2 separate regions of the Mus musculus genome follow, and region 2 is linked to region 1. A link is a contact called in public HiChIP or PLAC-seq data. All regions are on one chromosome and are shown on one strand. Each heading gives the region's core, a stretch centred on a gene start, on an enhancer-like site or on the middle of the called end of the contact. The rest is flanking DNA. Distances are from core to core; before and after follow the strand shown. Region 1 overlaps Nuggc (nuclear GTPase, germinal center associated). Region 2 holds the start of Clu (clusterin).

Region 1 (4,040 bases), core at 375-2,874:
GCACTCAGTGAGTTTGCTGAGAGTTCCCTTGGGGCTTCTGTGGTGCTTCTTTGCCCACACTTGACCTATTCTGCTCTCTACATGTCTCCCCTGCTGCAGAGAAAACTGCCAGCTGACTCCAAGGTTCTGGAAGCCTCAGATCTGGTGTACACGGTCAGTGCCCATGAGTACTGGCAGCGGACCATCCTGACTGAGGAAGAAAGTGGTAATTTCTATTTTTTAACCTCAAACACTAACATCTGAAAGAATAGGCTTGGCGCTCTAAGCACCCTGCTCTAGAAATTCTCTTGCCGTAGCAAAGTTTTATTCCCACTTAACTACAGTGTTTATACCTATGAGCATGTATTTTGTGCTGCGTGTCTGTGTGCACATATAATCACTTTTTTCCTCCTTGCATTGTGTGTCTGAGACCAAAATTTTTCTCTCATCCAAATTTTACCAGAGTTAGTAAGAGTAAAAGTCAAGGCATTGGGTTGTCATTTCCTTGGTGTGTGGCTTGTGATTCTTCAGTACCCAGCTATTAGCATCAGGCATCGTTAACAGATGTATATCACATGTGTTTCTGGGAGGCGGAGAAAATAGAAGGCCATGGTTCCTTTCTCTGAATATTTTTGAGTCTAAATGAAGAGCCAATAATCCCCATGTGCAAAGATGAAAGGGAAAACCAGACTGAGAGTGTCTTGGCCCTGAGCACAAAGGAAAGCTGAGAATCTTGAGACCCATGCGTATCTGAGTGCTCTTGGTAACTAGATGAGGGTTTAAGTTGGGTTTTAGCCTAAGACTAACAGGGACTATGGCTGCACAGGTCTTAACAGATGTACATATGGGTGAATGAATGATGCTTAAAGCAGAAGTACAACAAGTTCCCCAACTCAGGGCAACTGTTTCATTGACTTCCTTTATGAATTCTATTGTGACAAATGTTTCGATATTATTTGTGCTGGTTTTGAATTGCAGAGATCCCCAAGTTAAGAGAATATATTAGGAAAAGGATCTTGGACAAGAAGAGGAGGCTGGTGACCAAGTACGTCACAGAAGCCTTTGGCCTATTGCTTCTCACAGACACGTTAAACACGGAGGAAAGCCTGCTGGTAAGGAAGGCCCCCTGGGTTGTCTCATACTCTGCCTGTGAAACTGTTAGTTAGGAAGGCCCCAGTGTTGTCTCACACTCTGCCTGTGCAGGTGTAAAGTTAGAAAGGCCCTAGGTTTGTCTCACTCTGCTTGATCAGAGTGTAAGTTAGGAAGGCTCCTGGGTTGTCTCACACTCTGCCTGTGCAACTGTAAGTTAGGAAGGCCCCAGGGTTGTCTCACACTCTGCCTGAGCAGGATTATGTTAGGAAGGCCCCAGGGTTGTCTCACACTCTGCCTGTGCAGGGTGTAAGTTAGGAAGGCCCCAGGGTCGTCTCACACTCTGCCTGAGCAGGAGTAAGTTAGGAAGGCCCCAGGGTTGTCTCACACTCTGCCTGAGCAGGAGAAAGTTAGGAAGCCCCCAGGGTTGTCTCACACTCTGCCTGAGCAGGGTGTAAGTTAGGAAGGTCCCAGGGTCGTCTCACACTCTGCCTGAGCAGAGTAAGTTGGGAAGGGCCCTGCATTGTCTCACACTCTGCCTGGGCAGGTGTAAGGAAGGGAGGCCCCAGGGTAGTCTCACACTCTGCCTGAGCAGTAGTATGTTAGTAGGTCCCCAGGGTTATCTCATACTCTGCCTGTAAAACTGTAAGTTAGGAAGGCCCCTGGGTTGTCTCTCACTCTGCCTGTGCAGGTGTAAGTTAGGAAGGCCCCAGGGTTGTCTAATACTCTGCCTGATTAGAGTATGATTTAGGAAGGTCTCTGGGTTGTCTCAGACTCTGCCTGTACAACTGTAAGTTTGGAAGGCCCCAGGGTTGTCTCACACTCTGCCTGAGCAGGAGTAAGTTAGGAAGGTCCCAGTGTTGTCTCAAACAAAACATGAGCAGAGTATGAGTTAGAAAGTCCCCTGGGTTGTCTCAGAGTCTGCCTGTGCAACTGTAAGTTAGGAAGACCCCTGGGTTGTCTCTCACTCTGCCTGTGCAGGTGTAAGTTAGGAAGGCCCAGGGTTGTCTAATACTCTGCCTGATTAGAGTATGATTTAGGAAGGTCTCTGGGTTGTCTCAGACTCTGCCTGTGCAACTGAAAGTTTGGAAGGCCCCAGGGTTGTCTCACACTCTGCCTGAGCAGGAGTAAGTTAGGAAGGCCCCAGGGTTGTCTCACACTCTGCCTGATCAGGAGTAAGATAGGAAGGCCCCAGGGTTGTCTCACACTTTGCCTGAGCAGGAGTAAGGTAGGAAGGCCCCTGGGTTGTCTCTCACTCTGCCTGTGCAGGTGTAAGTTAGGAAGGCCCAGGGTTGTCTAATACTCTGCCTGATTAGAGTATGATTTAGGAAGGTCTCTGGGTTGTCTCAGACTCTGCCTGTGCAACTGAAAGTTTGGAAGGCCCCAGGGTTGTCTCACACTCTGCCTGAGCAGGAGTAAGGTAGGAAGGCCCCTGGGTTGTCTCTCACTCTGCCTGTGCAGGTGTAAGTTAGGAAGGCCCAGGGTTGTCTAATACTCTGCCTGATTAGAGTATGATTTAGGAAGGTCTCTGGGTTGTCTCAGAATCTGCCTGTACAACTGTAAGTTAGGAAGGCCCAGGGTTGTCTCACACTCTGCCTGAGCAGGAGTAAGTTAGGAAGGTCCCAGTGTTGTCTCAAACGAAACATGAGCAGAGTGTAAGTTAGAAAGTCCCCTGGGTTGTCTCAGAGTCTGCCTGTGCAACTGTAAGTTAGGAAGACCCCTGGGTTGTCTCTCACTCTGCCTGTGCAGGTGTAAGTTAGGAAGGCCCAGGGTTGTCTAATACTCTGCCTGATTAGAGTATAAGTTAGGAAGGCCCCTGGGTTGTCTCACACTATGCCTGTGCAGGAGTAAGTTAGGAAGCCCCCAGGGGTGTCTAATACTCTGCCTGATTAGAGTATTATTTAGGAAGGCCCCTGGGTTGTCTCACACTATGCCTGTGCAGGTGTAAGTTTGGAAGCCCCCAGGGTTATCTAATACTCTGCCTGGGCAGAGTATAAGTTAGGAAGGCCCCTGGGTTGTCTCACAGTCTTCCTGTGCAACTGTAATTTAGGAAGGCCCCAGGGTTGTCTCACACTCTGCATATGCAGGTGTAAGTTAGGAATGCCTCAGGGTTGTCTCACACTCTGCCTGAGCAGGAGTAAGTTAATAAGGCCTCAGGGTTTTCTCACACTCTGCCTGACCAGAGTGTAAGTAGGAAGTCCCTGGGTTGTCTCACAGTCTGCCTGTGCAACTGTAAGTTATGAAGGCCCCAAGGTTGTCTCACACTCTGCCTGAGCAAGTGTAATTTTGGAAGGTCCCTGGGTTGTCTCACACTCTGCCTGAGATGGAGTAAGTTAGGAAGATCCCAGGGGTGTCTCATACTCTGCCTGTCCAGTTGGAAGGAAGGAAGGCCCCAGGTTTGTCTCAAACTCTGCCTGAGAAGCGTGTAAGTTAGGAAGGCCCCTGGGTTGTCTCACAGTCTGCCTGTGCACTGTAAGTTAGGAAGGCCCCAGGGTTGTCTCACACTCTGCCTGAGCAGGGTGTAAGTTAGGAAGGCCCCTGGTTTGTTTCACAGTCTGCCTGTGCTACTGTAAATTAGGAAGGCCCCAGGGTTGTCTCACAATCTGCCTGTTTATATATTAGGACCGCCAGAGGGTTATCTCACACTCTGTCTGAGCAGAGTGTAAGTTAAGAAGGCCCCTGGGTTATCTCACAGTCTGCCTGTGCAATTGTAAGTTAGGAAGACCCCAGGGTTTTCTCACACTTTGCCTGAGCAGGATTAAGGTACGAAGGCCCCTGGGTTGTCTCACACTTTGCCGGAGCAGGAGTACTTTAGGAAGGCTTCTGGGTTGTCTCACACTTTGCGCGAGCAGGAATAAGTTACAGAGGCCCCTGGGTTGTCTCACACTCTGCCTGAACAGGAGTTAATTTGGAAAGCCCCAGGGTTGTCTCACACTCTGCCTGAACAGGAGTTAATTTGGAAAGCCCCTGGG
Region 2 (3,796 bases), core at 932-3,431, 340 kb after region 1:
GAAGGCACCTTTGGAGGAACACCTGAGGTTGTCCTGTGGTCTCACACGTGCACATGTATGCAAGTGCACACACATGCCCACGGGCACACACGTGAATCAAGAGGTGCATTCAAGATTTGTGTCCGTTTGCTCAAGGCTGAGTTCCCAAACCTCGTGTGCTTGGGAACAGGAGAAAAGTGGACACTTGTAACTGTGGCAGGGGACTCCTTATCTCCCTCTCCCCGGATCCCCTACTTCTGCTGACTAAGGCACATCTTCCTGCCTAATCTCCAAAGGAGAACTTTTAGAGACTTTGCTATTGTACCCTGTGCCCATGACAGGCAACAGGGAGGGAACTGCTATCAGAAAAACATTACAAGGACATCGGTGTCCATAGAAAATGTAGCTATTACTGATAATTCTTTCTTTTTATTTTTCTTTATAAAGAAAACAAAAAGAAGATTTGGGGGTGGGGTGGGGGGAACATTCCTCCAAGTTTCTGTTGACTCTGTTTTTCTGGTTAGTTATCTTCCCAGACTTGGCATTGAATCAGGTTAGGCTAAAGAAAGCCTTAGTGAGGACTCATTTCAGATTCATCTTTCCCAGACGGAAGAAACTAAGGCCCAAGGGCAGAGTGGTTTGTCTAAAGGCACTGGGTGCCTCAGGGAACAGCTGGGACTGTAGCCAGCCTTAGCCCAGTTCTGACCATTCCTAGACATTTCCTGTAGGCTGCCTTTTGGGAAAGTACCAAATCACCATAGTCTCTGGGCCTTGAGCAAATGGAAATCTGGCCCTATGGCTGCTCCTTTAAAGATCTGAACGGGAAACAGACCTCGACCACACATTTCTCCTTCAAGTCTGTTTCTTTTACATAGTTTTCAAGGCCTGCCACCCAAACTGTGTTACCTACATTGGTTCCTCGACAGCTTGAGGGGGATGCCAGGCTCTCTCTCTCTCTCTCTCTCTCTCTCTCTCTCTCTCTCTCTCTCTCTCTCTCGGTTTTTCGAGACAGGGCTTCTCTGTGTAGCTCTGGCTGTCCTGGAACTTAACTTTGTAGACCAGGCTGGCCTCGAACTCAGAAATCCGCCTGCCTCTGCCTCCCGAGTGCTGGGATTTGATACACGGATGTTCCAGGGTTCAGAGTGGGAAGCTCAGCTTCTCCCCCGAGAAGTAGCATGGTGGGGGCTTCTAGGTTGTCCCTTCTTCCCAGAGATGCCCATAACAGGTGTCCCTGTTCTCAGCAAAAAGCAGCTAGGGTGCCTCTCAGCACCTCTGGTCACAGACCCAGCTACTCAGCAGCAGGGCTCCACGGAGAACTTCCACCATAGGCTCCTTGTTCAGAAACCAGTGTGAGTTCCAAGTCTGGGACAAAGTAGTTTTTGTTTAAAAAATTGAATTAGTATATATTAATTATACATAATGAGTTTAAGAATGGCATAGTCATATATATATATTCCCCTCCTTCATTTCTCTTTCGTGTCCTCTTTGTCCTCTTCTTCCTCCCATTATCTCTTCTCTCTCTCTTCCTCTCATAAATTTCATTAGTGTTGCCCACAGGAGCATGCGGTGAGCAGTTATTTACAGAAACATAGACACCTTACCATTGGCTCTATCACCTAAGAAAATGGGGTAGTATACTTGAAAACAGGTGTGAGGGTCCTAGGTCCAGAGGCAGTGAAGCCCACCCTGCTTGACTGGGTCCCAAGTGCGTGGGAGCCATGCTTAGGCTTTACGAATTCAGGGACAGCAGAGGCCTTCGGGATTACTGATGTATCATTGTCTCATTCTTAACCCGCTTCTGTTTCCTCCATCTGTCTGCCAAGGGACCAGCAAGCAGCCCAGTGCAGCGTTTAGGGAGCCAAGTACTTCGTGTATACTCTTCCCTAGCACAATGCCTACGCCATCTTCTATGTTTCTGTTACTCTCCCATTAAAATGGGAGCAAAGAAAAGGAGTGAACGATGTGGAAGGATGTGGAAGATGAACATGCAATAAGGTGGGCGTCGGGCGGTGGAATCCTGTGCCAGTTCTGGGCTGGAAGCAGGCCAGTGTAGTGTGTGGATTCCTTGTCCTCTAAGACTCTTCTGTTGGGGCCTGATTGAGAGGTTTTTGGTAGCTCTCAGGGATTAGAGCCACCAATTTAGGGGCCCTACAGCAACCAATGCGGTCATTTGTGATGCCCATGCGCCCCCTGGTGCCCCCCGCTGGGTGCTGCGCCTCTTACCCCCACCTCTAGGCTTCCAGAAAGCTCCTGGTGCATTCTCCGGCATTCTCTGGGCGTGAGTCACGCAGGTTTGCAGCCAGCCCCAAAGGGGGTGTACTTGAGCAGAGCGCTATAAATAGGGCGCTTCCCCGGTGCTCACCACCCGCGTCACCAGGAGGAGCGCACTGGAGCCAAGCCGCAGACCGGTGAGACAGCTGCACCTTTCCTACCCCAGCGCCGCTGAAGCCACACCGGCAGGGATGGGAGGGCAAGGGTAGCAGCTAGGTGGAAAGCTGGCGCAGCCGTGGGGAAGTGGGAGGTGACTAGAGCCCCATCACCAGACAGCCGAGCATGGGGTTGGGTAGGGGGTGCACGCTGGCTCAGACACGGGAGTCTCCGTGTTCTTTAATCCGGATCACAATTTCACAGCTGTTCAATAGGCCACATACAAAGATCTTCCTTTTGCAAAAATGGGGAAACTGAGGCTTGAAGCCTGCCGTACGATGCGGGAGGCGCAGGGGTGCGAGTGGCTCAGCGCCGCGACTAGGTGCGGATCTCTGTAGTGGCTGTTGTCTTTTGGGCATGAGTCATTGCATTTGGACCTCCCTTTCAGTTCCTGGGACAGCGCATAATAAATAAGATGTTGTGTATTTAAAGACGTGCTGCAGACATCCAGACCCGTTTTGCTGAGCTGACTGCATTCATCCAGTTCTTTAGAGAAATGCTCCACCAGGCCGAGACGTCTGATCCCACCGGATCACTTTATAGATGGTAATCTGAGGCCTGGAGACCATTAGAGGCTCAGCCTCCAAACGTTATATGAATAAGAAACTGAAGCCCTTTGGCTTTTCCAGAATTTCTGGGCCCAGTTTTAAAAATGGTGCTGGTGCTGTTTTTAAAGGAAGAAGTTAGGAATTCAAGAGTCTATACAAGTTCTCTTAACAGGATCATACAATTTAGTGCCCGACCCTGTGAGAATAGTAAAACAAACTGCAAATGGTAGTCAATCAATGGAATATTAGGCAGCAGCAAATGTGTGACTTTTAAAAATATTTAAAAACAGGACCTATGAAGGGATGGTTTATAAAAATGCATTGGAAAAAAATGGAGAAAATACGCCACAATGGGAGAGGCTATGTTTTCCTACTAGATAAGGAGGTCCTTGGCCCTGGTGGGGCTGATGCACCCAGGGTAGTTGGCAGCCAGGCAGTAGGCCAGCCTCCAAAAGAAGACAGGAAGTAAGTCAGTGTAGAGGGAAGGCAGCGGGCTGAACTGAGCAGCGTTGTCCTTGGAACAACAACACCACAGCGCCGGGAAACTTGGGAGACTAGCAGATTCTGACCCGGAGTCCATATTACCAGCAGACCTAGAGGGAGTCTGTTCTTAGCTTTACTGAATAGAGGATCGCTTCTTTGAGGTCTGTATCAGGTCCATTTTACAGATAAAGAAACCAAGGCCGAGAGATTTAGGACTTTTTATTGTCAAGGAAAGAATATTAAAATGAGGTTTCAGAGGGCTGCATTCTTCCTGGGGGGTGGAGAGTGGGGGTGGGGGTTGGCTACTGGCTTGCAGTGTGTCTTGGGGAGCCTGGCAGGTGTCTGGGCGTTGGCATTCT

Evidence for each region. HiChIP or PLAC-seq counts read pairs in DNA pulled down with a chosen protein or histone mark.
Region 2: a contact with region 1 is called in an H3K27ac HiChIP or PLAC-seq map of embryonic stem cells, with 3 times the contacts expected there. The contact joins the promoter of Clu here to the enhancer-like site in region 1. A contact is called at or near these places in 10 of 39 promoter capture datasets (the 3T3-L1 cell line, HPC-7-derived erythroid cells, cranial neural crest and 5 more), 1 of 15 datasets of contacts at CTCF or cohesin (embryonic stem cells), 4 of 115 datasets of contacts at active chromatin or transcription factors (embryonic stem cells and pancreatic cancer cells) and 2 of 9 other capture datasets (adipose tissue and embryonic stem cells).

What each region holds. Positions count from the first base shown.
Region 1 is chr14:65,623,062-65,627,101 of GRCm38.p6, forward strand. Nuggc (nuclear GTPase, germinal center associated) reads left to right here. Exons shown (of 19, transcript NM_001195674.2): 11 at 100-205; 12 at 958-1,091. Among named protein-coding and RNA genes, the nearest start is that of Gm30245, 5.8 kb to the left of the region's middle. Within about 2 kb of position 1,625, at least 48 of the 459 cell types and tissues checked have an H3K27ac peak or open chromatin away from gene starts, as enhancers often do. A contact at or near this core is called in embryonic stem cells and pre-B cells, where this site is marked.
Region 2 is chr14:65,966,302-65,970,097 of GRCm38.p6, forward strand. Clu (clusterin) reads left to right here and starts at 2,182. Exons shown (of 9, transcript NM_013492.3): 1 at 2,182-2,387.